Regions from separate parts of the Rattus norvegicus genome. Here region 1 is linked to region 2. The links are chromatin contacts, called in public Hi-C maps. All regions are on one chromosome and are shown on one strand. The core of a region is the stretch at or near the end of the contact, and the rest is flanking DNA. Distances in the headings are between cores, read along the strand shown.

What was found. Hi-C and Micro-C count contacts between places; a contact is called where the count stands out from the background.
Region 1: a Hi-C map of psoas muscle shows a contact between it and region 2, with 8 times the contacts expected there. The contact joins the promoter of Slc8a3 here to the enhancer-like site in region 2. A contact is called at or near these places in 2 of 12 Hi-C or Micro-C datasets (frontal cortex and psoas muscle).

Annotation. Positions count from the first base shown.
Region 1 is chr6:106,737,197-106,743,587 of GRCr8, forward strand. It overlaps Slc8a3 (solute carrier family 8 member A3), which reads right to left and starts at 1,309. Exons shown (of 8, transcript NM_078620.2): 1 at 993-1,309.
Region 2 is chr6:106,646,038-106,653,431 of GRCr8, forward strand. The region is part of intron 2 of Slc8a3 (solute carrier family 8 member A3); the gene reads right to left. All of the region lies in intron 1 of LOC120103571 (a long non-coding RNA gene), which reads left to right. Among named protein-coding and RNA genes, the nearest start is that of Slc8a3, 89 kb to the right of the region's middle. Within about 2 kb of position 5,479, at least 16 of the 93 cell types and tissues checked have an H3K27ac peak or open chromatin away from gene starts, as enhancers often do.

The DNA.
Region 1 (6,391 bases), core at 59-2,558, 87 kb after region 2:
AAATAAAACACAACGAATGAAAAAGAAAAACTACCTCCTTCACTGAAAACCCTCTAGCAAATCATTTTCATCCTCTGCCCCAGTGTGGCTTGGGTCCTCAGGGCAGGTCAGCTAGGGCCTGCAGAAGCAGCCTGGCCTTAAAATGAGGGCTCCTGCGTGTGTAGTGTGTGTGTGTGTGTGTGTGTGTGTGTGTGTGTGTGTGTGTGTGTGTGTGTTGAAGGAAAAAGGGGAGCTTAGTTATACACTTTCACAGTTCTCCACGCAGCCCTAGATCTCTCAGACTACGGGGTACCCTTTGGCCCAAGAGCCCTCCAGGGCTGGAGGGAAGGGAGTGCACTGGGGCTGCGGTTATGGGCCAGCAGCGATGGAGTCCCAACATTGAGGTACGCGCGTGCGTGCGTGTGCGCGTGAGTTCGTGTGTGTGTGTGTGTGTGTGTGTGTGTGTGTGTGTGTGTGTGTGTGTGTGTGTTATCGCGCGCATGCGCGCGCGCGCCAAGGGAATAACGCGGTCCCCTTCCTAGCCTCAGAACCAGGTGGGCACTCAGCCCAGGAGCTCACCGGCGTGACACACATGCACAGACACACACACACACACACACACACACACACACACACACAGGGCCATGCAGCTTCCTCTTTGAGCTACCCCGCCCCTAAGTCATCAACCCCAAAGCAGGACTGTTTCCAGTACTATGGCTCACAGGCATCTCTCACGGCACCCCCAGCACCCTAGCTTAGACACCCTCCCAGATTCTCCCCCAACACCGCATATACAACATACACTTTCCCGGCCACCCTCCCCCACTTTTTCTGGCACTAAACCCGCCGCAAGGCACCGCATGCGAATGATCTTGAGAAATAACTTATGATTCTTCTCCACCAGGGACCCTCTCGTGAGCATATCAGGCTTGGGATCTCGGGATCTCGGCAGGCATCCCCTGCCTCTGCCGTCCTCCGGGGCTTGGGGATTGTGGGCTTATCCCATTACTCACCGATTCCCCTTAGCTTCCAGAGCTCAATGGGCAAGTAAGGCGGGCTAGGAAGGTGCACGATGCCCGCGCCGCCCGGCTCCTCACCGGCCGCAGCGGCTCATCGCCCCCGCGGGCTGCGGGCCGGCTGCAGCGGCGTCCAGGGCATGACAGTCCGCCGCGGCTGCCGGCCGGAGCTCGTGGGCTAGCAGCTGTCAGGGGGCTACCAGGCAGCGCATCTGGAGCTCGATCGCTGGGGCCAGGGAGCAGGGCGGGTTGTACGGACCCTCGGCACCCAGCCAAGAAGCAGGGACTGCCTGAGTGGCCCAGGCAAGGCCCGGAGTCCCGGTCGCTGTCGCCTGGGGATCCCTGCGGGAGGGGCGGGACGGAGAGCAACGCGGCGCGCCCTGGCGGCTCCGAGGGACCCCGGCGGGGGCTGGCTGCCGCGTCGCCCGGGCTTTCCCCGGGCTGGGAGCGCGCGGCTCAGCCTCGCCCGCTGTCACCACCGGAGACGTCTCGGCCTCGCCGCGCACAGAGGGGACGAGCGTAGGGGCTGGTTTCTGGGCGAGCCTAGAGCTTTGCCCATTAAGCCTCCGCAAGGAGCCAAATCAAAAAGCCAATCTCCAAGCCTCCAAACTCGACGTCACCCTATCAGCTGGGAGACAGCTACACCAAATGACAAGCCGCGCATATTTAGCCTCGCGCGCGGAGGGGAGTTTTCCACAGCGCTTCTCGGCGGGCCTGGGACACCAAGCACGGACCTAGCGTTCAGAGAGCCCCGGGAGATAGAATGCGGATGCAAGCCCTACCCGAAAGCCACCAACCCAACCGTTGAGCCTGGAACCTAGAGCATCGGAGCAGACGGCTGCTGCAAGGAGGCGACTCGTCCTGACCTGGATTCCCCCGAGTTGGTAGCCCTGAAGTCCCGACAGCAGGCAAGAGCTCGGCACAGCAGGCAAGAGCTCGGCACAGGCTTCCCTCTTGTCCTCGGGAGACGCAGCCGCCCGCAATCCCGAAATTAAGTCCCCTCCAAACACATTGTGGCTTTTAAATATAGCAGGGAATGATTACCCAGGCAGGGTCCACCCAGGCCCAGGGGAGGACTCGAGGGGGATGGAGGTTGGCAATGTGTGTGTGTGTTGGGGGGGGTCCTTTTTCTCTCCCATTTATCCCCCCCCTTCTTGGTGCAGAACTCACCCTGTCATTTTCTCAACCCAAGTCAAGTAAGAGCTTTGTGAGAGATGCTTGGGTGAGCACTGCTCTGTTGGCTCTGGTGTTTTTTTAAGGCTAAAAATAAAAGGGGGCTGCCTTTCAAATTGCTGCTTACTCTGGGCCTGGAGACTAGAGCAGAGACGGCCCTTTGATGCAGCAACAGAACTAGGGTTTGGGGCTTGGCTTGAGAGTAGGGTACGCACACAGCCTTAAATCAGATGCCTGTAATTTCTGCTATATTTGCCACGCATGGTCCTGGTGGCAGGAGTGGGCAGACCATGCCTAACCATGAGATTGTGTGTCCTCAGTTTATTGATGTCATCAGGCAGCCGTGGAATGAGTGGCTGCTGGTCATTTGTATAGACATCAGTGTGGATGGGACGGAAACTGTTCTCGAAGCTTCTGCCGCCTGAAGCCAAGCATAAGAGGAATCAGACAGTGTCACATCTCTGAGAAGGGCGGGTGGCAGTGAATTTGGTTGCATTGTTTGATATCATTCTCACAGAAGGCTATGAAATACACGCAATTACTACTTCCACTTTTCTGTCGACTTTTGTCTAGAAGTTAAACAGCTATCCTAGGGCGACATGTCGCAGAGTCAAGGATGGGAAGGGGTTGGGGGGACCAGCTGGAGTCGTGCTGGCAAGCAGCAAGTGTGATACCACAAACAGCATGTACAACCTCCAGCTCCTGGACACCAACCAGGGAGAAGCCAAAGTGATTGTGCCCATAGGAGGTAGAAAGGACTGGAACTTGGAAGGAAATATACTCTTCTTTGGGGGGGGTGAGGGGAGGGTCAGTGCAGTGTTCTTTAGCAAGTCAGGAGGTGATCCTGTCCTGAATTTGGGCTCTGCATGGATTGCTGGAAGTGCTTTCAGACAGTTTAGGGGCCTTGAATTTTGGTGATTTTTAAGGGCTCAGATTCTGGTGTTGTAGTACTTCAATGATTTCAAAGGGTGTGAAGGTTTCAGACCCACCAGGCAGCAGGATTGGCCTTGTGTTTGTCCTCATGGAGCAGCAGGGTGTCTAAATAGGCTGCAGTCAAAATGAGAGGGATGGACAGATGATGTGCAAACTGGGACAGCTTTTAGGATAGGTAACTATTAGGCATACCTCAACTCTTTTATAAAAGTGAGAGCTGCTGTGACTCAGGGCTTTTCCTGCAATATGGCCGTGACTGGGGGTATAAATGAAGAGATGGGTATAAGGATGTTTGTAGTGGTACTTAGTACAGTAAAGAAACTGCAATCATCTGAAGTTTTTTCAACAAAATTGAGGTAATAAACCACACTGCAATGACACAGTACCATATAAAATATTGGTTGGTGGGGAATCCTCCACCCTCCAAGTTAAAATGTTGACGGGCTTGTGCAGACAAGCACAGATGCTGTTCAGTTCAAATATGAAAGATGCTGATGCAGCATTCTGTGTATTGACATGGGAAGGTTTCCATGATGTATGAGAATGAGGGAAAAAAGGTAGGATGGGGGAGGGAGGGGGGAGGGAGACAGGGAAGGAGAGAGGGAAGGAGGGAGACAGGGAAGCAGGGAGACAGACTGGAGAGAGAGGGGGGGAAAGGGAGAGGAGAGGAGGAGAAGAGAGGAGAGGAGAGGAGAGGAGAGGAGAGGAGAGGAGAGGAGAGGAGAGGAGAGGAGAGGAGAGGAGAGGAGAGAGAGTGAATATGAATGTGTAGCTATGCCCTGTCAACATAAAAATACATAAAGTATTTCAAGTTGCTGTTTTTTGGTGGTAGGGTTTCTAGTGGTATATTTTCTTTTTAGATAAACTTTATTGAGGCATAACTTAAGTGCAATCAAACCACTTGTTTCAAGTGCACAGGTTGATGGCTCTGTGGCACTTCGGATGTTCAGTGTCCTGGCAAAATAAAGCCTTGCTTCTAAGGTGCTATTGAAAAGCTAGAGGTGCTAATGGGTGGAGGGTTACCAGGAAGACTTTAGGTCATTAGAGACGAACTCTAATGGGAGGGGAAGGCTGGATAGGTGGGTAAAGTACTCACCATGCAATCGTGAAGATCTGAGTTCAGATCCTCCAGAACCCATGTAATGCCTATAATCTCAGTGCTGGGCAGTAGGCAGGGACAGATAGAAGGGTCCCTGAAGTGCATTGGCCAGCTTGGTGGTTGCTATATTAAAATGAGTTTGGTTGGCAACATCAATGTAAAATCTATCTGTGATCCCCGCACTGGGGAGGCAGAGACAGGAAGATGGAAAGCCAGTCTCAAGCTACAGGTTCAATAAGAGACCCTGCCTCAACTAAGACAGAAATTGAGGAAGACACCTGACATCTCCCTCTGGTCTCTACGCATACATGCTTGCACACTATACATGAACACTCCAGGTGCTTGTACACTATACGTGTACACACAGAAGCTTCTGGCCTCCATACAATCTTATCTAGACCGAGAATGTTTTCAGGCTCTGAGACTTGCTGCTGAATAAGCTCACCCTCTCTAGTTCTTTCTGAACTCTAGCCGGCTGGTTCAACTCAGCTGTTCTGGCCCAAACTCCTCTCACCCAATGTTGGGAGTTCCCAAAGGAAAGACACACGCGCACAGCCTTTGTATTTTAATGGTCCTAAAAGAGCTCAATAGGGTGGCTACTTCCTTCATGTGGCTAATCCATCTCCCTCCCATATTCCCAAGTTATCACTTACTAAATCCTATACTCCATCTTCGCTGCCCTGGACACAGCTGGGCAGCCCTTCCGGAGCTGTTCTCCCCTGGCTCCTACATGGCAAATGCTCTCTGTCCTGCACCTTCTCAGGCATTGTATCTCCTCTCCTCCACCCCTCCTGACAAGGTGAATCTCCTCCTTTCTCTCCCTTGGTCCTTCACTCAGGAATCCTAAAAGTCCTGCCTCTGTCTGCCCTGCCCAGCCATTGGCTACCTGCAACTTGATTTACCAGTCAGAACCAACAGGGGGCAGAGTCCCTCAATGTCTCACGTGTGGATTCTCATACAATTTTAGGGAGCCAATACAAGTACAATACAAGTAGCCACATGCAGTCTCGATGTCCAAGGAATGCACACTTTAAGTTTTTCAGGTTTTAGTGGAATACGGCTGTGTATGGCTATGTGTAAAATATATTGACTGTCTCAACATACGGATTCATCATGGAAAGATCAATTCAAGGTAGTTATACCCATCACCGCAAACATGTATTATTTCTTTGTGGTGGAAACATTAACTCTCCCTGTCAGCTGTTTTGGGGGGGGCTGTCCACAGCACATTGTTATTACTGTTCCCTGTAGACACCGAATTGTGCACTGAAACACTGGAAAGAATTCCTCTTTCCGTCCCTTTATACTGTTTCACACCACTCTGTATCATATCTGGTTTCCAGATTGGTGTCATTCTTTAAATACTGTGTACAAGGCCATCGGGTCTCTTGGTTCACACATGCACCTAGGGATGGAATCTCTGGTGTACAGAGTAGGTGAGCATGTATCATTCGTTGACAATGGCAGTCTTCAGCTGCTTATTCTGATTCACATTCCAGCTCACCCACATTATTTTGTCACATTTTTGTCTCTGACAGTCTACTTAATTTTAGCCCTTTGGTAGGTGTATACTGAGCCTTATTCTATGGTTTTAATTACACTATCCTAGTGACTATTAAAATGGAAATATTTTCACACATGAACTGTCTTTTATGGATTCCTTTTGAGGTCCATAAATCTGTGGTTTAATTTCCTATGAGGCTGTCTGTGTTTTCCTCGCTCCTGCTTGCAGTGTGTCTAATCTTTGCACATTCTGGGTCAGACTTCAGATTTTTTTCTTTGTAGAAAACCCCAACCACTGAGACACATGCCCAGCTCCCTGGATGAGAGTCTTCTTGCCATAGCTTTTATTTTGCAGACATTCCCTCACACCCTGCTATTCCCCTTTCACTCTCCATGTTATATCTTTAGATGAGCAAAAGTTCTTGCTTTTAACAAATTACACCTAGTTGGCGCTCGGAGAGTCTTACGGAAGAGTTAGGGGAAGGATTGAGAAACCTGGAGTGGATAGATACTCTACAAGAAGATCAACAAAGTCAACTAACATGGACCCTTAGGGGCTCCCAGAGACTGAGCCACTGACCAAAGAGTATACATGGGCTGGACCTAAGTTCCCTGCACATATGCAGCAGATGTACAGTTTTGGTGCTCATGTGTGCCTAACAATTGGAGAGGGGGCTTACTCTGACTG
Region 2 (7,394 bases), core at 4,229-6,728:
GTCTCCTTTCCCCACTGCGACAGACCCTCTGTTTTTGAAGGTACTAATTCACAGCGATCCCTACCTAAAAAAGCATTTTTTATTATCATACAAACATGCTAAGACAGCTTTGATGAGTTTGTTCAGCTAGAAGTAGCCCCACTATTGAAATATCGAACTGAACCCTAGTGGAGAGAGCTGCAATGGTTGCACCTGGTCCTCTCTTTGCTCTAAGTCTTAGACTTCGGGAAGCCATGGACTTCTCTGAGAACTCATGTGTATCCAAGCACAAATGATGGTTTGCATATAATTTCAGATGGTTCACAGACCCTGTAAAAATTCCAGTCATCAAACCTCTAATGATCCATGGACTCCAGGTTCATAAACACTGGCTAAAGATCAGTTACTGATCAGTTATTGATGGTTGAGGGATTTCACAAACCTCAGAATGTGCAGACAACAGCTGCACGGAAAGTGTGCACTGCCGAGCAGCAGCTACAACGCCCAGCAGGAATGACCCATCTTGTGTGTAATCAAGCCCAGCATGGCTGAGAGTCCTTCCATCTTTCCTTCTGCAGGGTATCAAATTTTCTACTCGTTTCTATTATGAGATTTTAAAAGAATTTTACAGCATCAGATCTCTCTGGTTTTTATGAGGGAAGTCAGCACAAAAATAGTTCCTTTAAGTAAAAGAAAAATACCTTACACTCATTTTAGCTAAAACAAATCAGGTTTATTTTTTGTTTTTAATAAGGAAGAAGAGAAAGGGGGGACAGAAGCTCTTGTGTTAAAAGGCCCCTCCCTTTTGCCCCCCTTCCCACAAGCCCTAGCCCTCTGCTTGCTCTGATATCTCCTACTCCCTAGACTATCTTTTATTAGGTCTCATCTCATTCTCTCAACGCTGGCATCTGAAAATCTTCTATCAGCTCTAATCTTTCCAATGTCTAGGATTTATCTCACTCCACACTGCTCTGCACACATATCTGATTCCTGAGCTCAAGGTGTCTGATTGACTGCGCTACCGTCGCCTCTGCTCCTTTAAAACTCAAGGCAACATAATCTTCCTCTTTCAGTAGGTTTTTTTTTTTGAAAAACCTAACTGACCTTTAATTTTTCAAAGTCACACTTAAAGGTAAGCTAGAACAACTTAGTACCCACTAATTACAAACCATGCTATGATCTATTTTGCCCATCTTGCCATGAGCTTGTGATAAAGCAATTTGAGAGTTTTCTTCTCCCCTCTCAAAAAAAAAATACTCCAAGACACCGTCATGTCATAAATACACTTTCAAGCTGGAGCTGCCACCTGATCTCTTTCTACCTTCACTAGTCATATAGTTTGTTCAGGTTGTTCTTTGACTCTATCCTGGAAGACCCAGCTCTCCCACAATGCCCTCCTGATAGCCCTTCCCACCATATTGTAGGTGCAAATGAGTACCTCTCATCCAGACAGTCTTGTACTATAAGTGAATGGCTTTTTTACAGTTGTGGGTCCGTTTGCCTTTGATCATGTTCTGGTGCTATCTACGATTTGCATGCCGTGACTCCAACAGATTCATGTTTTAAATGTTTATTCCTAAGCTGATGATGCTATTTTAGGAAGCTGTGGACTGTTACGAGGTAGACTCTGCTTGATGAGAGCAGCACATTGGAGCGAAGGTTTTTGAAGCTTCTATTTAGGCCCTGGTCCTGGTCTTGCCCTTTGAATCTTGGTCCACTGGGATGTGAATAGCTGCCACCATGCTTTCCTGCAGCCTTGATCTCAGCTGTCCCATCATGCCTTCTCCACCCTGATGACCTGAAACTGTGAACCCCCATAATGTTTTTTCTTTTCTTCTGTCAGTTGTGTGGGTAGCCAGTATACCACAATTACACAATTCTTCCTCCCTGAGGAAGAAGACTGAGTATTATAGTTTACCACCCTCAGACACTCACTCCTTCCTCTGGGCTTTCTTAATGTGGGGTCTATTCATTTCTTGAATTCTCTGCTAAGTGGCTCAAATAGGAGTGGCCATTCCAAGCAATATCTGACCCAAAGAGCATGCAACCTTTAAGCTGGAGATGTGAGTCTGATGAATGCTTAGAGCTGTGTCTCCCCTCTGGTAGAGGATGCGAGTCTGAGAGACAAAGGCTGGCATGGAAGGAGTAGAAAGACTCCTGGAGACAGATGAGATCCAAGCTCTGGCCATTGCTTACACTTTCCTCCTCGGGCTTTAGTCTGGAGCCACTGAATCTCCCCTCTCAGAAGTGAAGTCAAAGTTGCTTTTTTGACTTTTGCAGCCAATGAATCTTCTCAAACGGCACCAGCCATCTTATTCATGTCTCTACAGCTAGTAGTGGACTCAGGATTCTGCATTCAATATGGCCTTCATAAACTGTCTTCAGTTTTAAGCATGAAATAACATTTGTTATCACGGGACTCAGGGGCAGTGGTGACTGATCACATGCTACACTGTCATAGGTGTTATGAGGGTCTCATGCTAGCACTGCATCATGAAGTGGTAGCTTCACATGCATTCTGATCATCTCCTGAGTCTGAGTTTGTTCCATTGGCATTAGGTCAACTATCTCTCAGAAGTGTCTACAATTTCTAACAACTGAATAATTGGCTCTCCTTAAGCTTAATCTTGGAAGACCAGATGGGAGTGACTACAGCATGCTTACCAGCAACAGTTTATACTTGGTTGGTCACGTGACTGATTTCCTATTTGCATGGTGCATAGAGCATTGGGTATAAGACATGAAATAATGTATGTGGACACTGATAACCAGCTAGGTTGCCTCAGGAAAACAATATCACTCCTTTGGTTCCTGCTTTTCCCATCTGCAGACTGGAGAAACCCCATATTATCTGACTTCTAGTCCTACTGAGAGATTGGGATGGGGAAAAATAAACCTGGCAGCATTTTGTCCTTAGCTATGCTTTCTTGAAGAATCATGTTAGGCTCATCCCTAAACAAACAGGCCACTGTAGAACTGACAGGCTTGCTTTGATAAATGCATGGCCCAAGGCAGGGTCACTCCTGCAAGCACTGCCCTGATGTACTTGATGAAGGAGCTGAGGTGAGCCTCCCCAAGTCTGATAAGCTCATTTGTCAGCTATAGCTTCGGGATGCTTATGCTCACTGCCCCTGCTCTGAAAGCCACTTGCCTCAGTATTTGGTGATGAAATTGGCTCCTGAGTCTTTTGCCTCCTTGCTCTGTCCTTATGACACACACACACACTGGTAAGTGTCCTAACTGATGCACTGGGTAGAATCTAAGTGGGACCTGACTGGTTGTTCCTTCCTAGGCCCCTGCCAGCTTGTACGATATGCAGGATGCTGCTGACATCCTATATAAAGCCCAGTAACGATGGCTGATGGCTGGCATGGGCTACTTGTTCAGGGGGCCCATCTAGTTCTAAATCTGCTTCTGTTCTTGTCCTTGACATAAGTCCTTTCAGAAACTTGTTTTCAGGGACTCTCCTCCAGTAGAAGACCATAGTAGAAAGATGGTTTTGGAGACGTGGTTCAAATCTCTGCCCTGCTGTCACATGTCTGTGGAAACTAATATTTGGGAATAATAAGGCTCATACTGCACTGAAACCATGGCCAACAGTCATCTAACATCCATAAACAGTGGTTGCTGAGTAAATGCTGGTTTCCTTTCCTGTTTCTCAGTCATAAGACAGAAAGCATCCCTATCAACAGGATATCTTAAATTTTAGGGAGGAAATTGCACATACACTCTGAGTCCAAAAAGGAATGTTTCCAAAGGACACTATGGGAAGCAATGTATTTCTCTTTATCTACAACATGCTGAGACTCAAATTTGGGGTTCTGTATTTCTTCGGCAGCAAGAGAGGATGCAACATGAGCTAAATGCTTGCTGAGCGGGGAGACATATGGAGAGGGCGGGGCTCAGTGAAGGCAGATTGAGCTCCTTGGTGCTGGTGGAAAAGAGAGACCTGCCCAGCAAAGTCCCAGGGGCTGGCAGCCTATGATAGTGACAAGAGTCATTCCCATCTGAGAAGCTGACTTACATTTTCAAAGCACTTTCTCTTTTATCTTTGTCCCCCTTACAACATCCATGAGAGACGGGTGTTATCGTTCCCATCTGACGGAAAGGAAATGAAGCCAGTACAAGAGTATTGTAAATGACAAGACGGGCTCTCAGGAGTCAGACACAAAGCAGTATCCTCCCTCTTAGCTTAGTGAGGTGACCTTGAGCTAACTGTTTATCCTGTGGGTCTCAGTTTGCTCCTTTGTAATCTTGTCTCAAAGCACCCATCCTTTGTTATGGGGTACAGAGAACATAGGCTTTAGGGACCTAAATTTAAACCCCACTGCACTTCATGCTAGCTCCATGCGGGATTAGCAAACAGGTCCACAACTGCTCAAGGAGCCAGCATCCTTACTCCAGAACTTGGAACTTCCAGACATTCACTTTGGGTATACTTGTCCACAGGACCTATCCTGGAGATTGTTCTATGGTCTCTGGATGCCCTGAAAAGTCTCTGGATAAGGTCTTGTAGCTAAGCTGAGAAACAACACTTCCTGTAGAGATCAGACACTATGTAGGGTGGAATGAGTACTGATAATAAAACCAGAGATCTGAATCCCTGTCAGCTTCTTTCTCTGCCTCAGTTACTCCATCTGAAAAGAAGATGGCATTTACTTCTGCCACGACCTTTGATCTTCCGAGCTGTCATGACAACAGCCTGCCTCCCTGCCCTACTTTTGGCCGGAAGGCTCACCAGATGCATCATTACTTCATTTGTGGAGTTTCATGGATGCTTTGGTTGCCTGCAGTGAGGGGAAGAGCACAATAAGCCCTCCTGGAATACATACAGAGGAGAGGCCATGCAGGTTTTCTCTATGTCCCCCCCCCCTTTTTTTTTTGAGACTTGAAGGCGGCAGCTGGCAAGTTCAGAGAAAGTCAAGTCCTTGAAGAGAGTAAGGTCAACAAAGATCAGAGGCTGAAGGAGGCCAGAGGTAAAGGAGGCCAGCAGATGCCAAGGTGCCCTTTTGGAGAGATAGTCGGGAAAGTGTAGAAAGTTAAATGCTTTTTCAGTGTCCTGAGAAAGGGGCAAGAGGGATGCGGCCTCACACTAGGACAGAAACTCCTGCTGCTGGAAAGGGAACACTGTGAGACACCATCCTGCAGAAATACTAGGAGGCCCCAAGGTCCAAGAGAGGCTGTAAAAGCCAATGGGAAGTCAGTGGACAGAGAGAGGGGCAGGGCCAGAATCAGACCGGGATTCAGGGTAATCTCAATCGTCGACTTGATAACTTTAGTTACCGCCCTCAGAACATCTTATAAAAATAACCCGCCTCTTTGAGGATGAATGAGATTGCAGGGGCGCATCTGCATGTCTTTCAGTTCATCCACACAAAGCCACTATAAATGGTTCTGCAGAGTGAAAGCAGTTTCAAGTGTGTGACTGCCAGGTGGGCCGTGCTGCTTTCCATCTGCCGACTCTCCAGTCGGGTTGCGTGGGTACCAGCCTGGCTCTGCCACAAAGCTAGCTTGGCAACTGTGACTAAATTTCTCAACTGCTCTGTGTCTCAGGTTCCGTGTCACCAAGGAGGATATATTCACTGGCCAAGGCCCAAGTTCAGGGAAGGAAAGCAAATTAATAAGAATAGAAAGCCTAAAACACTGAATGACTAACAAAGGCTCGGCAAACGTCACCTATTTTTCTCTGCCTGTTGTTTAAGCCTCCTTACATGTTGTATACACACACACACACACACACACACACACACACACACACACAGTCCAACAACTCCAGTTGTGTCGGTCAGCCTCAGGAGCTCTTCTGACGTGCAGGCTCAGGGCAAGGACAGAACACAACTGTAGAGAATCAGAGTTTTCAGAACTAGAGCGGCCAAGGTATGTACTTGGTACTGGCTTCCAGTGCCAATCCTGGCTTCTTACATAGGCCTCTAATGTCTTAACACTTTTCTCTCTGTGGTTCTGATCTGCTTCTGCCCTACACTGCGGACCCTGAGCACCCGTCCCGGGTCCAACAACTACTCTTGCTTGTCTTCAGCTCCGATGAGGGAAATCCAATGATGGCACTCACACTCCAGCTTAAGTGTCACCCTGACTGGAGCCAACTGAGCTCATGGAAAGAGAGATCAGAGGTTCCCTGGACATATGACCACAACAGTGTGGCAAGCATCCCTGGGCCAGCTTCCAATGGGAAGCTCAGCTCAGCTTCCCAAGAGAAGTGCCCCACCCGTCTCCCTTCTTTCAAACCCCAAACCCTCTTTTCCCAAGTTTTTCATATATATACATTCATATTCTCTCTCTCTCTCTCTCTCTCTCTCTCTCTCTCTCTCTCTCTCTCTCTCTCTCTCTCTGTCCATTGGGTCCCATCCCCTCTCCAATTCCCATCTCATTACACAACTGCATTGACTAAAAATACTTCTGGCAGCTGTGATCAAACCCAAACTGAGCAAGATGTAGATTTAATGAGGCTTCCATGGAAACAAGAATCCTTTTGCCAGGCAAGAGGATATAACAGTGCCAGCTAAAGGAGGAGAGCAGGGGACTGTGTGGAGAGCAGACGGAGGTGTTGGTTACATGGGGACAGTGGGGAGTCCCAAGAATCTCCTTCACCCAGCAACTTTTTCTGGAAGGGGTTCAGCCTCCATCCTGAGACTGAGCTACCTGGCGACAGTCAGCCGCCCTGGTCAGCAACATTCTGAAAGCCACCCTACGTGAATGTGGCAAGGGAACCACAGTTTATTTTAGGCTTGAGATAAATATTTACCACGGGAGTCTCTCAAACAGACACTCAGCAGTTGGAAAAAAATATTAGAGTATAAAAATAAAAAGCTGCTGACTCCAGGGTTCATTGATGATCAAAACCAACCAACCAAACCAAAAAGAAAAAGTGCAGAGGAGAAAGGTCGCTAGATGCAAAGACATTTTCTTCCCTGCAGGTTCTCTACTCCCTTGGGGAATCATTTCCCTCCAGCTCTGGCTGCTGGAGCCATGATGTTCCTCAAAGCTTCTCAAAGAGAAGGCTGAAACCTCTGTTGGCACAACTGCCACGTGGCTCCCTGGTGCCTGATCTCCTGTCACCCGGCCGGGATGGGTTCCACTGTAATTCTGTTTCCTCTCCCAGGCCCTTAGCTGTTTCTTCTGAGTTCCCACTGCCAACACAGTAATCATTACATCTGAAGGACTAGTGTTCATGCTGGGTAAAAAAAAAATGGGGACCACAAAACTATGCACCAATTTGGCTGGGAGCTGTTTTTGCCAGACTTGTGAGTCCACAGTGGTTTTTACACTTTTAATAACCTGAAAAGAATGAAGCATACACAACAGAGACCACAGGACTATTCTTCCTCTCTTTGTGTACAGGGATAGTCTGATGGTCCCTGAATAGTTTTAGAATCAAATGGATTTCATTTCAAATT